Linked DNA regions of Mus musculus: all the other regions are linked to region 2. Evidence: chromatin contacts called from public promoter capture Hi-C data. All regions are on one chromosome and are shown on one strand. The core of a region is the stretch at or near the end of the contact, and the rest is flanking DNA. Distances in the headings are between cores, read along the strand shown.

Evidence for each region. Promoter capture Hi-C pulls out the DNA fragments that hold promoters and counts their contacts.
Region 1: a contact with region 2 is called in a promoter capture Hi-C map of embryonic stem cells, with 2.9 times the contacts expected there. The contact joins the promoter of Nek2 here to the promoter of A730013G03Rik in region 2. A contact is called at or near these places in 3 of 39 promoter capture datasets (embryonic stem cells, liver and pre-B cells).
Region 3: a promoter capture Hi-C map of pre-B cells shows a contact between it and region 2, with 4 times the contacts expected there. The contact joins the promoter of Atf3 here to the promoter of A730013G03Rik in region 2. A contact is called at or near these places in 2 of 39 promoter capture datasets (cranial neural crest and pre-B cells).

Annotation. Positions count from the first base shown.
Region 1 is chr1:191,819,567-191,823,162 of GRCm38.p6, reverse strand. It overlaps Nek2 (NIMA (never in mitosis gene a)-related expressed kinase 2), which reads right to left and starts at 1,690. Exons shown (of 8, transcript NM_010892.3): 1 at 1,422-1,690; 2 at 799-1,016; 3 at 431-671. The coding sequence starts at 1,517.
Region 2 is chr1:192,833,070-192,836,617 of GRCm38.p6, reverse strand. A730013G03Rik (RIKEN cDNA A730013G03 gene) reads left to right here and starts at 1,405. Exons shown (of 1, transcript NR_155503.1): 1 at 1,405-3,499.
Region 3 is chr1:191,181,709-191,185,620 of GRCm38.p6, reverse strand. It overlaps Atf3 (activating transcription factor 3), which reads left to right and starts at 2,288. Exons shown (of 4, transcript NM_007498.3): 1 at 2,288-2,528.

The sequences.
Region 1 (3,596 bases), core at 441-2,940, 1.0 Mb after region 2:
TAGCACTCACTCACAAGACACATATACTATATATACATAAATAATAAACATTTTTAAATACATAATACATATAAAAGACTTTGGGGTGTAACTCAAATGCCTGAGGGCCTAGGTTCAATCCCCAACATTAGGGGAACAAAGTCAAACTCAAACTTAAATTGTATTGTGAATTCTGAGCTACTGGATTTACTAGCAACCCAAGCCTCAGTTCTTTGCATCTGAATGCTTCACCTAAGATATTAAAAAGTTGAATTCTAGGCCAGGTGTGGTAGCTCACACCCTTATTCCCGGCATTTGGGAGGCAGAGGCAGGAGAATCACTTTGAGTTCAAGGACAGCCTGGTCTACAAAGTGAGTTCCAGGACAGTCAGGGCTACACAGAGAAATCCTGTCTCAGGGAAAAAAAAAAAGTTGAATTCTAAAATACTCACAGGAGACATGTAATAGGGTGTGCCAACAAACGTTTTTGCAAAACTCGTGTCGTGATTTAATATTCTAGCTAGTCCAAAGTCCCCCAGCTTGACATTGTGTTTGCTGTCCAGGAAGACATTGGCTGGCTTCAGGTCCCGGTGAAGCACAGTGTGGCCACCATCGCTCCTTCTGTGACACTCTTTCAGGGCCAGCGTCAACTGAGTCATCACTCGAAGGACAAACTCTTCCTCCAAGTACTGTCTGGAGAAAAAGCACATTTCACAACCCTGAATAAAAGCCATCTTCAATCTGGGGCAAGTCATTCAGAGCGTACAAACATGGAAGTTAATTATTATTAGATACGAACCGTGGGGCTCTTTCACCTTACCTATCCTTGGTCCCCTTTGAAATGACACTAGCCAGGTCCCCTCCCTCACAGTATTCCATTACGATGTACAGGGTTGTGTTGGTTCGGTCAATAATGCGATCATAGTAACTGACGATGTTTGGATGTTTCAGCTCCCGAAGCAAGTTCACTTCAGACACAAGCATCTGCTTCTCCACCTCCGTCATGGAGCCATAGTCAAGCTCTTTCCACACCAGGATCTGAAATACAACATTTCCAAGGTGTGAGACAAAGGGTGAAATTTCCAAAGTTGAAAAACAAAACACTAACAACTCAATGGGTGTGTCAGTGAGGGAGTCGAGACCGGGTTAATTTAGTGGGAAGACCCACCCGAAATGTGGGCGGTACCATCCCCAGCGCTTGAGTCCGGGACGGCGTGTGGCGCAGCGGCGAAGCAGGTCACGTGAGCTCGTCTTTCTGCTCGCCGCGGATTCGCGCCTCCACCGGTTCCCAGCCGCGGCTGCCCGCTCCACGAGCCCGTCCCTTCTTAGGAGGCTACAGCCCGGTCCTTCACGAGAGTTCAGGTGGCCGCCCTGCCCCTCCCCAGCGTGGGCGACGCTTGCTTCTCCCTAAGCCCGCCGTGGAAGGGCTGCCCGGCGCCTCACCTTGCCGTCGCTCTTCCTCCGAATCTTCTGACAGCGGCCGTAGGAGCCGGTGCCGATGCTGTGCAGCACCTCGTAGTCCTCCACCCGGGACGGCATGGCGAGCGGCCACCCTGGCAACCACACCACCGCGCCGCTCGGAGCCCAGGCTCGCCCGCTGCAGGCCAACCGCGCCGAAACCCGAGCCCCTCGTCTGCCTGCCTGAGTCGGCGAGCAACCGGCCACCGGGTCAACCGTCGCGGGCTTCGGCCTCGCATTCTATTGGTCCACAGCGAAGGTGCATCTCAACTCTGATTGGCTGAGAAAACACAACACTGCTAGGCATCCTGGGAAAATGCGTGTCGCTAGGCAACCGCGTCGGCGTTGGTGTCTGCGTCTAGCTGCTCTACGGAATACGAGCCGCGCCGAAAACCCCTGGGATTTGGGATCGCAAAGCCTGTTGGGGCCTCGGTAATTCCATTCCTTGGCTGAAGTCGCTATGGTAACGGATGTCCGAGGCTCTGGACTGGAGACACTGGCCTTTTGACCTTTCCACTTTGACCCCACCCTTTTCCGACTCCTCTGCACTCGGGTCCTGAACCTAAGCCCTTGTGTGTTGAGGATTTGATGACCCTGAGGGTGCGGTGAGTGCACCGAGCACTTTATAGTCCTCACACCTAGAGAGCCAGAATCCCTGTTCCAGCCCGGCTTGGTGGCGCGCTCAGGCAGATCTCTGTGAGCTTGAGGACATCCAGAGCTTTGTAGAGGGTCCCTGCCTTACCCCCACCCGCGAGAAAGACACCCCACGCCCAGAGAGAGAGAGAGACAGAGAGAGAGAAACTAGGCCCAACTGCCCAGAAGAGAACTAATTAAAAAATAATAAGAATAAAGGATATTCATAGTAATAACGCAGAGTTGACATGTGTTTTCTGAGCACAGTTAGCATAGTCTAGATCTCTGAACATTAAACTGAGAGACCTGTTGAACATAGAAACGTATCCAAAGCTTAGGGACTGAGTATGGAAGCATTCAGAACAGAGTCACCACACTGCCAAATTGTACTTCTAAGACATCTACCAAAAAAGTGTGTTAGGAAAAAAAAAAAAAAAAAGGTGTTCCCTAATAGCCAATCCGGGAGCTGCATGCAGTTTGCTGACTTGAGCTCACATAGCCAGTGACATGGCCCCGCTTTGACTTGGGGAAGGGGAGCTAAAGGCTTCCATCCAGAGCAGGTGGGGGGTAATGTGCATTACCAGAAAGCTAATAATCTGCTGCATAAATGGGTCATTGTTCTTAAAATATCTGTTCATGCTGTGATTGAAAAAGAACCCAATGTCCTATTAATAAGAATTAGAAGCCTCCTTATGTTAAAAATAAATGTATTTTGTGCGCTGAATTTAGTATAAGCTAATTGGAATTGCCAGCCAGGAGAACTTTTAAATTAGCATTCAAGGACATTGTCACACCTCAAAGGGGTAGGATTAATTTAGGTCTCAGAAATTATATAAGGAGCTACAAATGCCTGAGGTCATTTATATGGTGTGTGTGTGTCATATGTGATGTGTGTGGTATGTTTGTGTGTGTGTCGTATGTGATATGTGTGGTATGTTTGTGTGTGTGTGTCGTATGTAATGTGTGTAGTATGTTGTGTGTGTGTGTGCTGTGTGTGTTGTTTATGATGTGTAGAGTGTTGTATGTGATATGTGTAGCATGTTGTGTGTGTGGTGTGTTTGTGATATGTGGTGTATAGGCGTGTGGTGTGTATGTGATGGGTGTACTGATGCTTATGTTGAGTTTGTTGACCAGCCTGCTTCACACACAACCTTTCATCTTCTTTCTAGACAAAGAGCTCTTACTCTTCGCTCCAAACACAACACACTTTCTCAGCTTCTCAAGACTAACTTGGTACTTGTCCTTCCAGTTGTTAGAAGTTCCACTTGCATCCCTACCTCGTGCCTTACCCCACCTTGGTTACTGTTGATTGACAGGATGTAGAATCACCTAGGGGGTCAAGCCTTTGGGTACACTTGTAGAGACAGCGTAGATTAGGTCAGCCTCCGAGCATGCCTGTGAGGGTTTATGTTAAATTAATCGAATGGAAAAGACACACCCTAAAAGTGGGCAACAATGTTCTTTGGTCCTTGCTTAGTTTCTTTTCTGTTGCTGCGAAGAAACACTATGGCCAAGCCAACTTACAAA
Region 2 (3,548 bases), core at 156-2,655:
TAGGAATACCTGCAATTTGTATCCACTGAGAGTCATGGAGGAGCCAGAACACCAGTCAGTCAGTGGCAGGTTTTCCCAGAGAGTCCTAGAGATATGCCTGTCTATCAACAAGCCAAGGAAACGATTCCTCCCAGGAATCGTCCAGCTTGTTGAACCAGTGGGTTTCTTGGAGTAACCTTACAGGCCCATAGGTGGTTCAGGAAGACCTCTGACTAAATGTTGCACCTTGTCAACCTTCTACCTCTTGGCCACTTTGGCACACCTGGAGGCTATGTGCATCTGGGGGCCAAGGGTGACTGGAGTCTCAGATGAGGGTCTGCTGTCTTTTCCTTCCTTGTGTGGCTCCTAAGGGTGACCGAAGCCAGTGATTGAGGATGCCAGATAAAGGAAACTCTTAGCTTGCCCAGGGACACCAGGCTGGCCAGCTCCAAACTCTTGCTTCTCACAGTTTGAAAAACCAACAGCTGAAGGAAAAAAAGATCTATTTTTCCATGGCTATAATTCAAACCAGTAAGAGCCTGCAGGCAGCCTGACCTTCACTGGCTTTAGACAAGATGGCTATACACAATGAGGGTGGCATGGGTCGCTGTTGGAAATTGTCACTGAAGAATCCTAAAGCAACCCCGATCATTTGTCCATGTGAGTGTTTCTTGACATGGAAGTTGTAAGAATTCATTCACAATTCCAGTTATTATTATTATTATTACTACTACTACTACTACTATTTTTTTGTTTTGTTTTGAGACAGGGTTTCTCTGTGTAGCCCTGGCCATCCTAGAACTCACTCTGTGGACCAAGCTGGCCTCGAACTCAGAAATCCGCCTGCCTCTGCCTCCCAAGTGCTGGGATTAAAGGCGTGCGCCATCACTGCCCGGCTTACAACTCCAGTTATTATAGATCTAAGCTTAACTCAGTCATTCTAGTATCGTTTAATCTGTTCTCCCCACCAAGTGTGTAGGGGGAGGGGGGAAGGGTGCGCGCGCGCCTGCACGCGCTCGCACTGCCCATGACTGTTCTCCTATCCTGGAACTACATTCCTGCAGGCAGATTTGCTCCCCAGCTCAATACATTACCCCATCCACTCCCAGCCCATTAGCCCTGCACACCCGGAGCCAGCCAGGCATGTAGCGCTGCTGCTCCCGGCACAAAAGTCCTTCGCCTCTCCGCACCATGCAGGCGGGGACCCTGAGCCTCTTCCTCATGTTTATGCGTAATAAAAAAAAGCCCGCGTTCCCTCTGCAGCTTTATGAAGACAGTCCTTGCAGCTGTGACTGTAACTGGATTTTTTTCTTACCAGCTAAGATTATGGTCCCATAACCCAATTAGTGTCATTTGGTGGTGGTCCAAGTGCCTCTCCTGCCCGGGTTTTAATTTGGGGATCCCCGGAGGCTGCACTCCACATCTGTAGCGGGCCTGCTCCTTCTCTCCCGGTATTTACTCGAGGTTTATGGCGGGATTAGCTGTGTGGTCTGGAAGCGGCTGTCCTCTTTCATCCTCACGGGTCTGGAGCCGCCCAGAAGCCTTTTACTTTCCATCCAGCCCTGGCACCTAGAGGGCAGGCAGTCCCGGCGACTGGAAAGCATCAGAGCTCGCTCCGCAGGCCTCAGAAGCGCGGTTTCGCCGGCATGGGGGGAGGTGCTGCTCGCCCCGCAGCGTTCACTCAGCGGGACTAGCCCGCCCCATCCACATAGGGTGCACGGTCCTCCCCGCCCCCACTCACGGGCTGGCGAGGGCTGGCGGGGCTCCGGGCGCCCATTGTGCAGGCAGCTGGCACCAGCTGGGAAGGGAATTAACATAACAAAGAGCCGGAGCGAGCGCCGCGCGGCCGGGCGGGGGCTCTGCAGAGCGCCCGGGGCTGGAGGAGCGCGCGGTCGCCGGCTGTCGTGCACCGGGGCAGCAGGCCTCGCGAGGCACAGACAGTGGGTGCAGGCGTATGTCGGTGACGCCGTGTGCATGTGCGTGCATGCGGGTGCGCGCCTGCCTGGGACTGCGTCCCCAGGCCTGGGATGCTGATGCCCCTGCCTCAGTTCACCTGCAGAGGTTGGGCACTCACGCGCTCAGCATCCTAGCGTCCAGATTGGCCTTCTTTGAAACCACAGTCCTTTTAACTTTCATCGCCTGTTCTCAGCCGGGTCCACACCTCGGAACTACCAGGGGAACTTTCCCCGGGCCAGGCCTCACTCTATACTCCAGACCTTTTTGGCTTGGCCTAGGCCTCCAACAGTTGACAGAAGCGTCAGCACTGGTTCTATCTGTCCCGGGCTGGACACCCCAGGGCGCGCCCTGACCCCGACCAAGGACCAGAGCGAGAGGCCAGGGCCCTACCGGGAGCCCTCGAGTTTGAGGCTTTAGAGCTTGGCCTTCGTCTCCCCTGGCTCAGAGGGTCAAGGACACATTCCTGCTTAATGCTTCTGTTGCAAGCTTTCGACTGGACAGCCTCACCTCGCTTATTGCTAAAAGCCCATGGGAAGAAAGATGGGAAAGCTCAACTGAACTATAGGCAGACAGATGGATAGACAGATAAAAAACAAATCGCTGTGTTTAGACTACTGCCAGGCCTCCGAGGCCCCTGGAGGTCTCCTGTGGGGACTGTAAAAGGAAGTCAAGGCTCAGCAGGACCCGCAACTCGCAACTCGAAAAGCGGACAGGGCCCAGATACGCTCGGCCCCTTGCGCTCTACCTCGGTGACCCCCTCTTCGCGTGTCCCGGTCCCCTCCAAATCCCATCTTGCCATGGGGTTTGGACAAAAGGGCGAGCCCTCCATAGGCCTCTCGCAGCTGTGGCAGCTGGGTGGTCCCTGGAGGGTGAGAAGCAGGCAGAGGAAGCGCTGTGGCGGGAACCTGGGCTCCAGAACCGATGTGCACCTCAGCGCCTCCGCGGTCACTTGGCTGCACGCTTGCTCCTGGCGGGAGCCAGGCATCGATGAACTCTACTGCAGACTGGCTGAGCGTCTCCCCACAGGGAGGAGAGTGATTGAGATCAGCCGTCCGGCTATGTCATCTCGAAGCTCCGTGTCATCCACAGGGCCGGGTTCTCAGAATGTGTTCCCCATGCCTTCGAACACTTTCAAGGGGGCTTGGGCCCCTGGGGCCACCACCCAGGACCACGTTCCCTCTTTACCGCTGGGATGTAAGCTCTCGGTGGTTAGTGACTCAGCACAGTTCACTACAGTTCAAGTAGCTATCCGATCAAGCAGAGCCCAGAAAAAGCTGGGTGCTAACTTCTGCGGACCTGTTTTACCCATCCTAAGGTGTCTGACAGTCCTGCAAAGGGAAGAAGGTGGCACCACTGGACCTCAGCCTGAGAAGCACCCTGTTCAAGGTCAGCAGGCAGTCAGGTGACCTGGCTGCTTTGCAGGGACTTGGTATTGGCTACTGTTGTTGAGTTCAGAATTCTCACAGGTCCTAACCACTGTGTTTATTCTCAATAAATGGTTTCTTAATAATCGTTTTAATTAGCAAAAAGGCTGTCTTATTAAAGCTAATTAAAGGCAATTTGGGAACCTTATTTTCATACAATCATAAAATTAGAGCAACAAGAGGCTAGAG
Region 3 (3,912 bases), core at 1,039-3,538, 1.7 Mb after region 2:
TAAACAACTGAGAGTTTCTATCCAGGTACGACTTGGAGATTAAAAGCTAATGATTAGACTAGCAGGAGAACGGGCGTGGGGGAGGGCACCACGGTCATGACCAGGTGCCCACGAAGCTCTGCCGACTTCTGTCTACGCTATCCTTCCACGGTTCTGATGGAGCGGGTCTTGCTGCTTGGGGTCTCGAGGCTGTCGGCCGTGCCTTCCACTTGAAGACAAGACCCACCTCCATAGAACGCCAATTTAATCCGTAAAACAATAAAAATTTCTGTCGGGGCCCCCAGCGGCCTGGGGCGGGGTTCGTGTGTTCCCCCATCTCCCTGTTACACCGCACAGTGGTGTTTATTTATTCCAGGGCAGCCTGTAAAAAGATGGGGCAGGTAGGAGGAGATCCCAAATGACTTTCATTTCTAGGCACCTGACTTTCTTCGGGGTTGTGCCGACACGCCTGGGGTTTACCTGCCGGCAGGTCGGCTGGAGGCCGGGTTGTGGAGGTGTGGAGCAGGGTGTGGGCGTGGGAGACGGAGGGTGGGGCCCCGAGAGCCGTTTCCAAGGCAAAACCCAAAGCAAAACATTAGCCTGGCGCTTCCCGCGCGATGCTGCTGTAATCCCGTCAGATCCTGGCAGGATCTGAGAGGATCCCGGGGATGGAACCACCCTAGGCCTCCCGGGCCAGCAAGGACCGAGAGACTCCGGGGGCCTCGATGGAGGGCAGAGGCCTGTGAAGGGCGAGACTCTGCCTTGGACTTGAGGAACCCGGGTGCAGAGAACTTGATTTTGCCCGAAATGTCTGTCTCTGGGGCCATCAGTTGCTTACGGTTGTACTACCGTCGGCGACCTTTCCTCAGGACCGTAACAGTCCGGGTGGTAGGTGCTATGGAGGCAGCGGCACCGGTCAGTTCTGCTTCACACCCCAAACTACCTCCCTGTGACCTTCTGATCGCCTTCCTCTCAAAGGCGGGCGTTAGCAGGTGCCTCTGTCTTTACACCTCAGCGTCCTGCCCCACATGTGCCCGCCAAAGTCTGCCAGGCAGGTGTGCGATTCCTGGGCCGCAGTCTGTGCACGTGTAACCCTTGATGAGCTATGGAGTCCCGCTCAGGGTCTTGCGCTCAGCTCAGACCCTCGGAATTACTGGGTCAGAACCGGGAAACTAATTTCAAGTTTCAAACCCAGGTCTGCTGAGGCTTTGGCCTGAAATCGAGTCCTTTGCCCAGCCTTTCCCGCCACCAGATTTGAGTACAAGAGGGCTCGGTGTTCCGGCTTTAAGCGGTGCGCGTTCAGTCCCGGCCACCGTATCCCTAGAGCCCTCTGTTCCTGCAGACAGACACTCGAAACCTGGAGCCGGTTTTTCTTTCCTGATATCCAGGCGGACCCCCACCCCCGCCCAAACCGGGAGCGTAGAGATCAAAGCGTCCTCTTTCCCAGACTAGCCGAGCCGCCTTTTTCCAGCCCTTTCTTATCCCTGCGCTAGGTGGCTCTGATCTCTCCAAATCTTTCCTCTTTCTACGCTCTTGCTTTCGTGGAGAATTCCCTGTTCATTTAAAAACGTTTTGTGGTTGTTATTAAAAATAAAAACAACAACCGAACTGACCGCGTCCGGTCACTAGCACTTCGGGTTCCTAGCGAGTTCGGGGGCCGTGGGCGTGGGAGCACGAGGCTGCCGAATGTCTACGTTAACCCACAGCTGCTAGCTGGGTCCCCGGCAGAGGAGGTCACAGTGGCGGGTAACGGTGTGGATTCATCGGAGTGTAACTTTGGGCACCTCCTTCACGCGGGAGATTGTCACCGCTATCCCTTCCCCGCCCCCTCCTTAGGCTAGGCCGCTGGTCAAAGAAGGCACATTTTCCTGAAGTTTTAGAAAAATGACCACACATTTTAGAGAAAGGTCGTGCCCGCTTCCCAGCCTCACCTAGTCTGGGCCACTGCCAGGATCCGCCTCCCAGCACCACCACCCCCCCTTCCCCAACCTAGCGGAGGGAGAGATGCCAGGGCGGTGGAGTCATGCCGCTGGCTTGGGCACCATTGGCTCATGCCTGGAACACGCAGCGGCGAATACGCACATCTGGCGGTGCGCCCGGGCGGCTCCCAGCCTGATAAGGAGATAGAGGGCGGGCGGGTGTGTGTGTCCCGGGCGTGCGAGGAACGCAGGACGCGCCGTGACCGCCCCTTCTCGCACTTGCATCACCAAGTCCGCGGTCTCCACCCACCTTTTGCCCCGCCCCCGTCCCTCCTTCACCCCTCCTCTGGCCAGTTCTCCCTGGAAGCTATTAATAGCATTACGTCAGCCTGGGATTGGTAACCTGGAGTTAAGCGGGCTCCCTGCCAACGCGAGGGCTTTAAAAGGGGTGATGCAACGCGCTCCCAGCCACAGTCTCACTCAGCGAGACGCCGCGCACGGTGCTTCCCCAGTGGAGCCAATCGGCTAACCCGCGCTCCGGCAGAGTCCTTGGCGCTCGCCCGCCGGCGGGACAGACCACCCGCCTCTGGCCGCTCTCTGGACCCTGGCCGCCCCGAGCGAAGACTGGAGGTGAGTTAGAGCCACACCGAGGAGCGCTGCCCTCCTCACCCTAAGTTCCCCTCTGGTGACCAGTCCCGGGACCCTTGCGCCACCGGAGACTGAAGCCCTAGTGTCCGTGCCACAGTCGCTCGGCTGAGCCGCTCTTTGCCGCTGCCGTTCTTAGCTGGTAAAAAGTTTCTGGTAAAGTGAAAGAACGAACTTTCTCTTTTGACTCGAGGCGTGAAAGATGCCCAGGGACGGAGGAGTTGCGCTCTCAGTTTGCAACTAGGAGAGGTCGTCTGGGTGGAAGGTGGGTGCTGGTGCGCGGAGGTGACTCACACTCTGGCGATCGGGGTCCCCTCTTCCATCCATCACTTCTTGTCCCGGACCCTGGACTCGGAGCGGGTCCCTCCTAAGTCCGCGTAGAGGCGCAGTGGCCGCGGCTTGTTGAAGCGCTGCTCCCGGTATCGAGCTAAATGAATGAAGACCGGACGCTCGAACGGAGGTCCGGCACAGCCGCTGGAGGTCGCCTTGCGCTCCCCGGAGCAGAGATCTGGGCAGCATGACCGCGTAGAGCGCTGTGAGCGAAAGTGTGTTAGGATAAGTTTGGAGGCGGCGAGCCCTGGTGTGGCGCTGTCCCGGGGCTGAAGGCCGAGAGGTCTCCGCACCAGCTAACTTCGGACCGCTAGGTTTGAGACGTCACTTCCAGCCTCACTCGCTGTTGTGACTTGCTGTGCTCTGGCTGACTTTTAACCGGCCCTTGAGTTTCTTTATGTATTGGAAGGGAAGCGAAGGAATCGGATCAAGCGGGTGGAGGGACCAGGGTGTGGAACCACTTGTACTTGGGGGGGGGGGCGTGCGGGGGGGGGGTTGTTTGTATTCTCGTGACAGAGTCTCACTCTGTAATCCAGACTGCCCATAAAAACTCCGGCCAATCCTCCTGCCTCAGCCTCCCAAGTGCTGAAATTACAGGCCCACACGCCCAGCACCTTTCTGTGCGCTGTGTGCTTCAGATAGCCAGCTTTTGACAGATTTGTTTCTAGACTAAAATAATTAAAGTAAAAGGAGCCAGGGAGGGATGTTCAGTGTGGAGGCTCCCCCACCCAGCGTTCCTAGCCGGTCTCTGAGACAGGACAGGAAAGGGGGCCTCTCTTACATCTCTGTCTCCTAGCTCTCTCCCGTTGGATTGATTCCCTGCTTCGACCCCATGCTCATTTTCAACTCCCATTTCTGTATTTTCCTCTTAGCCATTTTATTTGATTTAATCATGTAGCTCACGAGCTTTCTTATAAATTAAAGGAGTTGCCAAGCCCGATTATTTAAAAGGTTTATTCTCCCCTCCTGTTGTTCCACTCTTTTGAGACAAAGTCTCCCTATGTAACTGGGGCTTGCTTTAAACTTATGGCAGTCTTCT